Linked DNA regions of Pan troglodytes: region 2 is linked to region 1. Evidence: chromatin contacts called from public HiChIP or PLAC-seq data. All regions are on one chromosome and are shown on one strand. Each heading gives the region's core, a stretch centred on a gene start, on an enhancer-like site or on the middle of the called end of the contact. The rest is flanking DNA. Distances are from core to core; before and after follow the strand shown. Region 1 holds the start of KNOP1 (lysine rich nucleolar protein 1). Region 2 holds the start of GPRC5B (G protein-coupled receptor class C group 5 member B).

The links. HiChIP or PLAC-seq counts read pairs in DNA pulled down with a chosen protein or histone mark.
Region 2: an H3K4me3 HiChIP or PLAC-seq map of stem cell-derived excitatory neurons shows a contact between it and region 1, with 5 times the contacts expected there. The contact joins the promoter of GPRC5B here to the promoter of KNOP1 in region 1. A contact is called at or near these places in 3 of 7 Hi-C or Micro-C datasets (induced pluripotent stem cells and stem cell-derived neural progenitor cells), 1 of 1 datasets of contacts at active chromatin or transcription factors (stem cell-derived excitatory neurons) and 1 of 1 other capture datasets (stem cell-derived neural stem cells).

The regions. Positions count from the first base shown.
Region 1 is chr18:22,338,128-22,345,308 of NHGRI_mPanTro3-v2.0_pri, forward strand. It overlaps KNOP1 (lysine rich nucleolar protein 1), which reads right to left and starts at 4,187. Exons shown (of 5, transcript XM_016929586.3): 1 at 4,007-4,187; 2 at 1-891. The coding sequence starts at 4,187. It overlaps IQCK (IQ motif containing K), which reads left to right and starts at 4,135. Exons shown (of 9, transcript NM_001246476.1): 1 at 4,135-4,336. The coding sequence starts at 4,156.
Region 2 is chr18:22,505,606-22,512,712 of NHGRI_mPanTro3-v2.0_pri, forward strand. It overlaps GPRC5B (G protein-coupled receptor class C group 5 member B), which reads right to left and starts at 4,848. Exons shown (of 4, transcript XM_016929584.4): 1 at 4,182-4,848. The coding sequence starts at 4,573.

The DNA.
Region 1 (7,181 bases), core at 2,937-5,436:
TCTCTTTCCTCTTCTTCTTTTTCTTCCTTTTCAGAGCTGGCTCCTCGATGACTGGCTGCTCTACCTTCTTTTTGGACTTCATCTTTTTCTTTGCGGAGGCCTTAGGGTCATCACTTATAGGGATGTATTCCGGAGCCTCAACTTTGACTGGCTTCTTTTTACTTCCTTTCCTAGGGCTGCTCTCCATGGACCTGGAGGGCTTGGAGTGGCCTGGGAGGGCGTCTCCCTCCTGGTGGATTTTTTTTTTCTTCTTCATCTTCCCATTGTGTTCTCTGGGGCTCTTCCGCTTCCGTTTCTGCCCCAAGGCTGCCTGTTCCTCATCCTTCTTCCCCACTGAGCAAGTGTCCCCAACATCCCTGGCCTCCCTGGTCTCACAGAACCAAGGGTCCTGGACTGAGAAGGCTGTGGGGTCCTGGGCCCCCTTTTTTTCCTTCTTGTGTTTTTTGAGCTTCTTGCCAACTCTGGTTTCCTCCTCACCCTGTCTAGGGTCTGGGGAGGTTTTCACCCCAGAGGCATGGGACATGGCTAGAGGTGACTTCTTATTTTTCTTTTCCCCACTGAGGAACTCCAAGTGGCCAAGCACCTGCTTCCTGAGGCTGGGTGACTTCTCTGTCCGTCTGGCAGGCAGCGTGGTCTCAGGTTCTACATGCTCCTCGCAAAGGGTGCTGACACCCTTCTTTTTCTTCTTCTTTTTCTTCACTAGAGGCATCTCAGGTGCCTGCCCATGGGCCACACTCTTAGAGGGGGATGTGGCTCTTAAAGGAGAAACATCAGCGAAGTAATCATCATTGTTTAAAACTGAGTATCGAGTCTCTGGTTCTTTGACCACTTTCTTCTTCTTTTTCTTCTCTGGGAGCCCAGGGTCTACTTTGTGTGTCTTGGTGATCATTCCTGAAAAAACAAATGGTACAAGTTGTCCCATACCAAGCCATCCTGTGTTCAATTCTACTAAGCATTGCCAAGAGCCATGTTTCTTTGAGTGGGTGGTCAAAGCGTTGCGGGGCAGGGAAAATGGACATGATTCCTTTAAAGCAAAAAAATAAATACTACAGAAACAGCGTAAATTTTAAATCCACACAGCCCTAGGTTCAAACCTAAATGCCTCTCTCACCTTAAGTAAATCAGCTAACCTCCCTGAGCCTCAATTTCTCCATCTGGAAAATGGGGGAATATAACACCTCCCTCCTCAAAAGGGTGTTGGAGGGAGTAAATGAGATAACCCGTGGAAAGGGCTTGGTACACTGTTAATTCCCTTTTTCTTTTTCTCTTTTTTTTTTTTTTTTGAGACAGAGTCTTGCTCTGTCACCCAGGCTGGAGTGCAGTGGCGTGATCTCGGCTCACTGCAACCTCCATCTCCTGGGTTCAAGTGATTCTCCTGCCTCAGCCTCCCCTGAGTAGCTGGGATAACAGGCACCCGTGATCATGCGCAGCTAATTTTTTTTTTCTTTTTTAGGAGGGACGGGGTTTCACCATGTTGGCCAGGCTGGTCTCAAACTCCTGACCTCAAGTGATCCGCCTGCCTCAGCCTCCCAAAGTGCTGGGATTACAGGCATGAGCCACCTTGCCTGGCCTAGTTTCACTGTTTTTAAAATTTGAAGTTGAATGCCAACACTGAATGAGTCACAATGATGCACAGTACTGAGGGCACCCAGCTTGTCTTGGACAGATATCATGGAAGCACCTGTGAGAATGGGCTGGGGTCCTCAATACCCATCAGTGTCCAGCTGGACCACTGCTCTCACTCCAGTCCCCAGCCAAGTTCCTGCACTAGACATTCCCAGAATCTAGAAGCAAAATATCCCAAAATATTTCACAGCAAGTTAGGATCATGGGAGGGAAAGGAAAAACTTCTCCATCCTGCAGCCCTCCTCAGCTTCGGAACTTAGAGGGTCCACACTGGAGCTGGCTCTCTCTTAGCAGCTTCGAAGAGCCAGGCCTGAGCTACCGGTCAAGTTCATTCATAACCCACTCCAGGAGCACCTGGAGAGTCAAGGGAATAACTATACTCATTCATTGCTGTCTGCCCTGTTTCCTGGTTTATTTCCAGTGTCCTGCTCAGTGCCTGGCACATAGCAGGTGCTCAATACATACTCACTGAATGAATGCACACATGCTAGGGATACAGAGATGAACAAGATAAAACACCACCCATCAAGAAGCAAGTAGGTGTGGGAGGGAATAAGGTGTAATACAATGATACAGGTGATAAAAGCAAGGACAGTGCTAAGGTCAGGGTGGTGGAGGTTGTGGAACCTGTCCTACCAGTTGTCAGGAAAATTTCTGAAGAACAACTGCAGGATGGTGGTATTAATCCCTGAGACAAAGGTACTGAAGGCAAGTGGCTGAAGAACAGGCTTGATTGGACAGATGACTTGGAGATGTTCACTGGACAGGTGAATATATGGATGAGGAGTTTGGGTGGCCGTGCTGACACGGGCGACATAAAGTTAGGAATGTATGGGTGGTGATAAGCCTTGAACAGAACAAGCCTGAGACAAGACTTCAAGAAATACAGTAGCTCGCCGCCTAATCCCAGGTTTCCGTTACCCCTGGTCAACCCTGGTCCCAAAATAGGTGAGCACAGTACAGGAAGTTATCTTGAGAGGGAGACCACATGCATGCAACTTTTATTACAGTATACTGTTGTAACTGTTCTATTTTCTTACTAGCTAGATTGTTGGTAATCTTTTACTGCACCTAATTTTTTGTGAGACAAGGTCTGGCTCTGTTGCCCAGGCTGGAGTGCAGTGGCATCATCTCTGCTCACTGCAACCTCCACCTCCCGGGTTCAAGCAATTTTCACGCCTCAGCCTCCCGAGTAGCCGGGATTACAGGCACATACCACCACGCCCGGCTAATTTTTGTATTTTTAGTAGGCACGGGGTTTTACTATGTTGGCCAGGCTGGTCTCCAACTCCTGGCCTCAGGTGATCCGCCCGCCTCATCCTCCCAAAGTGCTGGGATTACAGGCATGAGCCACCGCGCCCGGCCCTACTGTGCCTAATTTATAAACTTTCTCATAGATAGTATACACAAGAAAAAACAGTTATATTTAGGGTTCGGTACTGTCTGTGGTTTCAGGCATCCACTGGGGGTTTAGGAACGTACTGCCCGCGGATAATGGGGGAGGGGGACTATTGTATTGGCATTTAAATAAGTGGGCAGAGATAAAGGAGCTTGCAAAGAAGAAGGTGCAAACCTTGAAATAGTGTAGTCAGGAGAGCCAAGACGACTTCAGAATAGGGGAGTGGTCAAGAGAGCCAAGATGACTTCAGAATAGGGGAGCAGTCAAGAGAGCCAAGACGACTTCAGAATAGGGGAGTGGCCAAGAGATCTGGTAAGAACAAAGAATCCACCGGGAGGTTGCGCGTCAACTCTTAATCCCCTTCTCTCCCCATCCCTTGCCATTTAGAAAAGTATAGCATCCTCCTCTTTAGCTCTGCGACCAAATGCATTCACTCTTTCAAGGAGAAAGGAAAAGAACGTTACAGTGCATCTCCTGCAAACACAAACGCTTTCTCCAAAACCGCTTTTAAATTCCAGGGACAGCCTTGTGAAGATCTTTGTGAATACCCGACCTCGCAAGCTCCAGAGACTACAATAATTCACTTGCCCTAGGTTCCAAAGCCAGCAAGTGGAAAACGGAGACTGGAATTCCGCCCACAGGACTCCAAAGCCTGTGCAGCAACACCCCACTCCCCCCGCAGGATCACCAGCAGGACGCGCGGGAGCCAGGAAGTAAGATCCGTACCTCCAAGGCTCCCATGCGCCCAAGCCTCCGCATCAACAGACTGGGAGGGATTACGTGGGGTCCCAGGGCCGGCTCTGAGGCGGGAAAACTTTCTGGAGGCGGCGGCCTCAGGCCGGAGCGGGCGCACACCGACTGGAGGGGTCGGATTCAGGGATGTGGGTGGACCGCATTTCCCCATCTTCCCCGCCGCGCACTTCCTCTGCTGCAATCTCCACACCCCGCGCCGGCCCGCCTGCAACGCGCCCTGGCACTCACCGGTGGGCGAAATTTCCCCGCCTCCACGTGAGAGCCCGCTCCGCCGTGACCCGGAAGTCCACTTCGAGTCGCCGGCCCACCCTCTCGGGTTCCGGCTTCTTCCGGGTCGCGGCCTTCCGGCGAACGCGGTTACCGTGGAAACCGCGGCCATGGCGGCACCGCGGCAAATCCCCAGCCACATAGTGCGCCGCAAGCCCAGCTGCTCTACAAACTCGTCGTTCACCCGGACGCCGGTGCCCACCGTGTCTCTCGCGTCCCGCGAGCTGCCTGTCTCGTCGTGGCAGGTCGCCGAGCCGTCGAGCAAGAATCTGTGGGAGCAGATCTGCAAGGGTAGGCAACCTGGGCTGGCCGAGAGGGGCGGGACGCGGGCGGCCGGACGGGGGCCGCGTTTGGGGAGCGCCCACTGTGCGCCTGTCGGCTGACGGGCGGGGCCGCCGGGCAGTGGCTCCGCGGGCCCGGGCTCCGCATTTTACGCATGGGGAAACTGAGGCTCGGAGAGGCTGGCCGGAGGTTACGCAGCGCGGACTCCAATCGCGATCCGTAGTGAGGTCAAAGGCAAGGGAACGGCGAGGGAAAACTGAATAAAGAGAACCATGCGGTGTGGACCATTGGTTCTTAAACCTTGGTTAGTGAACCGAAAGGAATTGCTGGGGCGGGGGCGGGGGTGGGGATCTTGTTATAAACGGAGGTTCCCAGGCCCCGCCCACAGAGCTTCAAATTGGGATGCAGGGAATCTGCACTTTTTAAAAGAGCACCCCAGGTAATCCCAACGTAGGTAGTCGGTGGCCCACACGTTCAGTAACCATGGTGTGGACAAACGGGTTTTAGTCCCTTCTTGCTTCAAACCTTCCTTAACCTCCCCAGACGGAGTTGAGCACATCTTCCTTTGTGGCTCTACTCAGTATTTGTTACTTAGGTTGGGCAAATTATTTAACTTATGACCCTGTCTGCAAAGTGGGCATAATAATGGCACCTATTTCGATGGTGTGAAGAAGATGGAACCAGATAGTCACAAAAAGTGCTTAGCAAACTGCCTGATTTTAGGAGGGCAAAAGGATTATTGGGGGAAAAAAAAACACAAACTGCTGGATTTACAGAAGGAGCTACGTAAGCGCTAGTTCTTAATGAATAATGTTGGGTGGGATGTTTTCTTTTTCCTCCACTAGACCATAAGCTCCTCAAGGTCAATGACTCACATTTTTCATTCGTGTGGCCACCATCACTACCTAAGCTGCCTGAAACAGCGCGGTGAAACCCCGTCTCTACTGAAAATACAAAAAAAAAAATTATCTGGGCGTGGTGGTGTGCGCCTGTAATCTCAGCTACTTGGGAGGCTGAGGAAAGGGAATTGCTTGAACCAGGGAGGTGGAGGTGGCAGTGAGCCGAGTTTGCGCCACTGCACTCCAGCCTGGGTGACAGAGCGAGACTCCATCCCAAAAAAAAAAAAAAAAGTGTGGTTATTTAGCATTTGAAATGTGATTAGTGCAATTGAGGAACTGAATTTCTTGTTGGACTCAAATTTTTGTTTGTTTGTTTATTTGTTTGAGACGGAGTGTTGCTCTGTCGCCCAGGCTGGAATGTAGTGGCACTGGCTGGGCTCACTGCAACCTCCGCCTCCCGGGTTCAAGCATTCTCACACCTCAATCTCCTGAGTAGCTGGGATTACAGGCACCCGCCATCATTCCTGGCTAATTTTTTTATTTTTGTAGAGAAGGGGTTTCACCATTTTGGCCAGGCTGCTCTTGAACTCCTGACCTCAGGTGATCTACCCGCCTCGGCCTCCCAAAGTGCTACAATTACAGGCCTGAGCCACCAGGCCCAGCCCAGACTTAATTTTAATAAATTTAAATAGCCACATTTGGATAGTGGCTGCTGTATTGGATAGTGCAGGTCAGTAAATGATTATTGAATGGAAAAAAAGAATGAATGTACCAGTATATGTGATGACTCGAAAGAAGTGGAGAATACAGAGAAGGAAGAGAATAGTAGACTCAGTTGATAGATGCCCTCCAAAGCTGTCTGTTTCAACCCCATCCAGTACTTAAATTCCTTCTCCAACCTTACATTGTGCTAGAAAAATCCCTTTCACTTTGGATGTTCTCTTTGTCACTTTCACCCCTAGGTCCTTACCTCTTGGTGCTATGATCCAAGGAGCTAATCACTCTACCCCAAAGAATCTATTCAGATAATTTGACGGTAGTTATTGTGGCTGCCTTTTCCCCAGAGCTTTCACTTCTCCTAGCCAAACAGTTTCTTATAATACAGTTTACTAGAGGATTGTTAGAAAAGTTACTCAGCCTCATCTGTAAGAGACAGATAATTGTTGTGCCTACCTCACAGGGCTGTTGTGGGGACCAAGTAAGATAATGTGTGAAAAGGTGCTTAGCACAGTGCCTGGCATTTAAAAAGTAGTCAATAAATGCTCATTATTGTTGACAAAGAAACATGCCTTGTGTTGTGATTTACACACCGAGTTTATTTTGGTCAAATAGGCCTCTAGAGAGAAAGCAAAGACCTCTAGAGAGAAAGCAAATAGGCCTCTAGAGAGAAAGCAAAAGGTTTTGGTTCTCTCTGAAGAGCAAGTGAATTAATGCCACTTATAAAATGATAGAGTTACAGAATGAGGTCAGGCATGGTGGCTCACGCCTGTAATCCCAGCACTTTGGGAGGCCAAGGCGGGTGGATCACCTGCGGTCAGGAATTGGAGACTAGCCTGGCCAACATGTTGAAACCCTGTCTCTACTAAAAATATAAAAACTAAGTCAGGCTTGGTGGTGGGTAATCCCAGCTACTCGGGAGACTGAGGCAGGAGAATCTCTTGAACCTGAGAGGCGGAGGTTGCAATGACCTGAGATCGTGCCACTGCACTCCAGCCTGGGCAACAAAGTAAGAATCCGTCTAGAAAAAAAAAAAAACAATTCAGTGAGGTCAACATTGGCAAACTATACACATGGGCACTGTGATGATTATTATAACAGATGGATAAACCCAATTCTTAAACATCTAACAAATGCAGTTTTCTATAACATGTAGTAAATTCAGTTTCTGACAACAAACATGAAAAAACAGGCTTTGTAGTAATCCTATCTTTGAGATTAAGTACTACATTCTCTTAAGATAATCTCCATTCAAAAGACAAATTATCATAGCAAACAGACCTGCCAGAAACTCAATT
Region 2 (7,107 bases), core at 3,598-6,097, 170 kb after region 1:
TGGGAGTGGATTTCCGAGCCCTGCGCATATTTAATAGTTCAGTGCCCAGTAACCACATGAATACGGGTACACAGTTCACTCTCCCATCAGGCTGAAAGGCCTCAGTGGGAGGCAGGCCAGAAGAGGGGAGTCACAGCTATATGACACTGGGCATTACTTAACCTCTCTGAACCTCGGTCTCTTCATCTGTAAAATGGGGATAATGATAGCGCTGCCTTGCAAGGCTGGTGTGAGAAGTACGTGAAAAATAGTCTGGGCCAGGCGTGATGGCTCATGCCTGTAATCCCAGCACTATGGGAGGCAGGAGATTGCTTGAGAAAGGGAGTTCAAGACCAGCCTGGGCAACGTAGCAAGACTGTCTCTATTATAAATAAATAAAACAAGAAAAGAAAAGTCAGGTTTGGTGCCCGACACAGAGGAAGCAACAGCTTTTTAGTGAATTGCTTGTTAAAAAGTCAATCATGGCCAGGCGCGGTGGCTCATGCCTGTAATCCCAGCACTTTAGGAGGCTGGGGTGCACGGATCACTTGAGGACAGGAGTTTGAAACCAGCCTGGCCAACATGGTGAAACCCTGTCTCTATTACAAATACAAAAATAAGCCGGGCGTGGTGGTGCACACCTGTAATCCCAGATACTCGGGAGGCTGAGGCAGGAGAATCTCTTGAAACCGGGTGGCAGAGTTAGCAGTGAGCCGAGATTGCGCCACTGCACTCCAGCCTGGGCGACAGAGTTAAACTGTCTCAAAAAAGAAAGACAATCATGATTCCCATTTTCCTGTTGCGAAAATGAAGGCAGAGACGTCAGGAAAATTGGCCAGGGGTTCACTGGAATTTACAGGCTGGCCTGGGACTAGCCCCCATTTCTCCCAGCTCCTGACCTCAAGGCCTTTCTGCTGCATCCCTGTTCTGAATCCCTCACGTGTGGCAGAGGCTCAGGATGGGGCTGCAGAGCCAGTATCCCCATGCACCCCAGCATCACAGTCTGTCCCAACTCACTCCTGCTGGAGCCTCTGGTCCATTTCCTGCTCTGCAGGATTAAACTGTTACAAGGTTTCCTGACTTCAGACCCGCTCTTTCCCAGACCCCCAATTCTCACCCTCTGATATCTTTTCCAAGTTACAGGATCTCATCATCTTCATTTCCCAATGCTGACTAGACCACTGGCCCATTTGAGGGCTCTCAAATTAAAAAATCCTCATAGGTTAGTAAACAGGGTTGCAAGAACACAAGCTCTGTGATCCATGAATATGCAAAGCAGCTCCAGTCCTGTAAATAAAAGCAATCATTGAAATGCAAATTGCATCCTTGGCTGCCCGATCCACAGTGGTTGGTTCCTCTCAGGCTGTAATTCCGAGAAGAAAATGTGACTAAGCGGAACCCCCAGGAAGCTCTGTGAGAAAGTGCTTATGGGGCCGTGGGCTCCGGGTGGCTCCATTAGGGTGGATTAAAACTGTATGAAAGTAGGGAGTGGATTTTAAAACCTGAGCTGCTCCTCCAGTTGGCTTGCAGTGGCTGGCTAGGCTCAAAGCGGTCCCCCAAGGCTGGACAGAGCCCCTTGGAGGCTCCCAGCGTCTCTCTATCCCCATGGGCAGAATGGAAAGGGGGGCTATTTTCCATTTCCTTGTCAACGTCAGGGGAGCTTCTACAAATCAGATCCCATGGCCTCCCACTCAAAACCCTCCAAGGGTTCACTGGTCCAAACAGAATAAACCCTAAACTCCTTTCCATGACCCAAAAGATCATGATCTGGCCGGTCCCCACCATTCCCCTATCCCCACCCCCAAATCTGCCTACAGCTCCAGCCACAATGGCCTTTGTTCAGTTCCTCTAAGCTCATTCCCACCTCCAAGCTTTTGCAGGCACAGTGCCTTCCTCCTGGTTCAGTCTTCCTCCAAGACCTCCCAGCGGAGGGCCCCTCTTCTAGCTGGGCTCCACTCAAATGTCACTCCCGGAACAGTCATCTCAGGTACATACACCCCTGTCACCTTCTTTTACATCACCCCATCTTATTTTCCTGGCCGTCCTCACCCCAATCGGATTTCATAGCCATTTGCTATGGGTTTGTTTAATGTTTGTCCACTCACTTCCCCAGCCCCGGGAGAGCAGGGGTTTTGTCCGTTTTATACAAGGCACCCAGTTCTGTCCCTGGCACGTTTCTTGAAATAACATATTAATCCAGTAAAGATTCTGAGTTTATCTTTCTAACAAAACTGCCTGTCTTGCTGCCTGTGCCCCAAATGGCGGCTCCTTCCTCCTGGAATCTCCTTCCCTTCCCAACTCAGCTGACCCCTTTCCAGGCTTAGAGCAGGGAGCAGATAGCAAACTGTTCACTCCACAGTCTTAGATACCAAACTGGCCGGGAGGGCTTCCAAACGACAGATGCCAATTTGCATTCTATTTACATGTCATTTGCATGCAGTTTAACTCAAAGCCTGGATCCTCCGCAAGCCCGAGTCCCCACCGAAGAAACTTCTGAATTAAGAAGGTTCCTTGGCTGAAGTGCCGGGGTTTTTGTGCCAGATCCCTCCCCCACTTCTCTTGTCTTTGCGGGGTCCCCCAGGGCTTTCTGGGCTCTGTTCAGGTGCCCCCCGGCCTGGTGCAGTTGGGCGGCCAATGTGGCGCGTGGGCTGGGGCCCCAGGCGGGGACGCCGCTGCCCGCCACACTCCAGGGGCCTTTGTCCGCGCTCCAAGGAGCCGCCCCCTTAGCGAACGGGGGACGGAAAGGGAGGACTGGCTAGGCCTGGGTGTGACAGAGCAAGGACGGAGGAGTGAACCCGCTGCACGGGGGAGATTTCTGGGGCAAGGTCATTTGGCCCCTTCCCAGGCTGTTCAACCGGCTGCCCGGGGCCAAGGCGGGTGCGGGCTCCTCCCGCGCGCTCCCTTTTCGGCCTAAGCGCTAGGGACCCCGGGATGTGTGGGGTCCTTGTGGGGCTGGAAGCCTGTGTCCCCCAAGGAGAGGGGACCGAGAACAGGTCTAGTCCTTATCTCCAGCCTAGCCGCCTCTTCCAGAGGTCCAAGTGCCCCCTGTCTGGAAGGGAAACGCCACTCCCCCCCCCGGCCATTGTATGCAGCCGCCCCCTCCTCCCCACCCCTCCCCGTCATTCGTCCCCAGCCCAGGTCTCAGCTCTGCCATCTCCCACCGCCGTGTCCCCCCCCTCCCCTTGCTGAGTAATGCGCACTCAAGCCGACTGCGGGCTTGACCCCCAGCCCCCGCGACAGGTGCGGCTGTTCACCCCCAAAGTCCAGCCCTTGTGCCCCCGGCTGCGTCTGCCCTGTCCACAGTCAGCCCCCAACGCGGCCCCAGGACCAGCCCGCAGCTCCTCACACACGACGAGTCACTAGGACACGGCTGGGCTCCTTTACCCTCCCAGCTGCCCTTCACCTGTGGTCGCCCCCACACTCTCCTGGGAGACTTGGATCTCTACCTGGTCCGGGCACAGTCTCCCTCCCCCAGTAAAGGTCCCCAGACCGTCCCCTCCCCCGCCCACCCCTCTACGGCTCTTCTCTCGTCGCACCGTGGTTCCCCTCGCCCAGATCCCACAACTCCCCCAGCAATAAACTCCCTGGCTTGGGTTGGGGGGGCGCTTAGAAAAACACAAGAAGCAGACCCCCCAATTCTCCCAAATCCACGGCGGGAAAAGTTTCTGGGGTCCCCACAGCGTCCTCCACTGCATCGGCGCAGCTCGCACTTACCGACCCCCGCGGCCCCGCAGCGCCGACGCTCCAGCTGGCCTTCGGCCCGAGTCACATCTCTGCAGCGCGGCCGCGGCCCCCGCTCCACGCACGCCCGCCTGCGGGTCCAGCTTCACTGCAGCGCCTGCCAGAGTCGCTGCCGCGCGAGGCGCCCCCTGGCCCGGCCCGCGCTGCTGCAGCGGCCGCGGCCCCGCCCCCGCCCCCGCCCCCGCCCCCGCCCCCGACCGGCCCCGCCCCCGGGCCTCCGAGCCCCACCCCCGGTCCCGCCGGCGGTTCCGCGCGGGGCTAGGCGCCGTCTGCATGCACCCCCGGAGCCCAAGCTCGTAGCTTCTAGCCCGGATCTCAGAGACGATTCCCCCGACCTCGTGCCCCCAATTCGGGGACATTCCCCCCACAACGTCAGTGCGCCCGTAAGCAGTCCAGACGAGCCGGGCAACTCCCCAGGGTAGATCCATTTGCGGGAACACCCCCCTAGCCAATACACTTACCGAGGGAGGTATCGCGACCCAGGGGTCCCAGCGCAGAAGCCTTCCTGCCCCCAGGCCACGCTCCAAGGTGGGTTCATAAGCAGTAACTTCCCCGAAACACACCAGCACCAGGTCCAGGACGCAGAGAGGATCGATCCCGCCCGGTGCCTCTCGAAGTCACCAACGCCCCGGTATACACCTAGGCGCACACACACCGCTAGGCCTCCTCCAGGCAGGTTCCTCCTGGACACACTCTTCTCTCTCCTCACTGCCCACCTCCCAGATGTCGTTGTCCGTTTGCGCACACTGGGACCAACACCCGCTTCCTTGGCCCCTCGAAACACACACGTCCAGTCGGTGCACCCCTCACGTGGGTCCCTACGCAGGATCGCCACCACCCCTACCGCACACATCACCCACGTACGCACACGTCCACTGCCCTTCAGGGCTCACACACTCAGCGGCCCGGGCCACTGGCCGTGCGCTCCGCAGACGGTCAGGGCACAGCCCGGACGCGTGTCCGCTGGGCGGCCGTGGGACCTGCTTGAAGGAGGGGTCCGGGGCAGCCGTCTCTGAGTCCCCCTCACCCCGTCCTAGTCCTCAGGCCTCTCCGAGGTCGGCATTGCTTCGACCAGGCCTGGGAGCTGCGCTCCGGCACCCCATATAGGGCTGGTTCCCTGGGTGACCTTCAGACCATCAAACCCTGGCAGTCTCAGGTGGCCCCCCGCCAAAGCCAGAAACAGACCTTTGAGCAGCATCCCTTCCCTGCACTCCAGATTCTCAGGGTGAGATTTCCTTTCTCCCTCCGCGGTGCGCCCCCCAATCTCTCCCCCCGTCGCCGCAACCATCCCAGCCACATAAGACCAAAAGGGATAGGACGGACCCCTGCTCCCCTCTCCCGGGGGCTGCAGGAAGGGGAGATGCAGAACACTTCCTTCTGGGAATAGTGGCAGCCCCTGATCTTTGGGGACCGTGGCCCTTCCAGATACTCCCATCCCTCCCCGCCAGCCTCCCAGTTCCGGTCCGGTTAGGCCACATCCCCCTTGGGCACGCATCTCTGGGATACCTTTTATTATATTCAAGGGAAAATGGAAAGGAAGAACCATAATGGCAGTTTTTCGCCCCACCCCTGGTTTATTTTCATGGATCCTCAGAGCCCAGAACAGTTCCAGGCACAGTAGGCGCTCATTAAATATTTGCGGGACGACCCAAAGTGTGTTCCCGCCAGACTGCGCAATTGGAAAGTGGATGGGCACTGTCACCTGGTGGCAGCTCTTGGAACTGACGCCGAGATCCTTTTGTCAACGTGGGCAAGTTCACTTTCGTGAGCCACACGTCCTCAACGTCTACAAAATGGAGATCTTTTTCATCGCACATGCCTATTGGGGTTGTTGTGAAGGTCTAACACGTGCTAACATATAAAGTGCTTCACGCAGGGTCTGGCATGTGGAAAATCCTTAATATGAGCTGATTAACATTGCAGTTACGGTTATATTCCCTTTCCCACTTGTTTTACAGAGGACCCTGACTGTGATGGTCAGTTTCACTTTGGGTGATGATACCACAGGAAGCACAGAGTGAAAATGAAGGAGGGCATTGAGTGGCAGGTGCATTCCTTCCCTCCAAAAAGTTCCAACACCCATGGATGATAATAATAACAATAATAGCTGAGTACGTAGTGCTTTCTGTGTGCCAGGAGCTATTCTAAGTGTTTTAAATTCTTTAATTCATTTAATCCTCCCAGTTACCCTTTAGGCCAGAGACTGTTATTCTCCCTGTTTTACAGATGGAGACACTGAGGCCAAGAGGGGTTAAGTACTGCTCCGGGGTTAGACGGTTGGCAAAGACAAAATCCAATCCAGGCCATCTGGCTCTGCAGGCCATATTATCCACCAATGGTTAGACTGGTGTCATTTGCTGTCAGGTCAGACATTGTCACAGAGGAACCTCACCTCCCAGGAGAGTTCACTGGGTCTCCAGCCTTGGAGAGAATGGCTCCAGGAGGTCCAGGGAGCCATGTCAGGCTCTCAAGTGCCCAGTTCACTTTGTCTAATGAAAACCAGTGGCTTCTCTATTCCTCACCTGAGAAATGGTCAGTGCACTGCCCATGGCTTCCCACTGACAAATGTCATGGTATGTGTATTAGTCCATTTCATACTGCTATGAAGAAATACCCAAGACTGGGTAATTTATAAAGAAAAAGAGATTTAATGGACTCAATGCTCCACATGGCTGGGTAGGCCTCACAATCATGGTAGAAGGCAAAAGAGGAGCAAAGTCACGTCTTATACAGTGGCAGGCAAGAGTGCATGTGCAGGGGAACTGCCCTTTATTAAACCATCAGATCTTGTGAGACTTATTCACTGTCATGAGAACAGCGTGGGAAAAACCCACCCCCATGATTCAATTACCTCCCTCCAGGTCCCTCCCATGACATGTAGGGATTATGGGAGCTACAATTCAAGATGAGATTTGGGTGGGGACACAGCCAAACCATATCAGTGTGTAATTAGATATTTGCATGGCTCTCTGCTTGGTGTCTGTCTCGCCTACAAAACTGTATCTCAGTGCTGTGCTGTCCAATCTACACTGTCTGATAATGGCAGCCGCTAAACATGTGCCCACTAGGCACTTTATATGTGACTCGTATGACTACAGGATTGAACTTTCAGTTTTTGTTTGTTTGTTTTTTTTTTAGATGGAGTCACTGTCACCCAGTCTGGAGTACAATGATGCTATCTCGGCTCACTGCAATCTCCACCTCCTGGGTTCAAGTGATTCTCCTGCCTCAGCCTCCCGAGTAGCTGGGATTACAGGCGTCCACCACCATGCCTGGCTAATTTTTGTATTTTTAGTAGAGATGGGGTTTCACCATGTTGGTCAGTCTGGTCTCGAATTCCCGACCTCAGGTGACCCACCTGCCCAGGCCTCCCCAAGTGCTGGGATT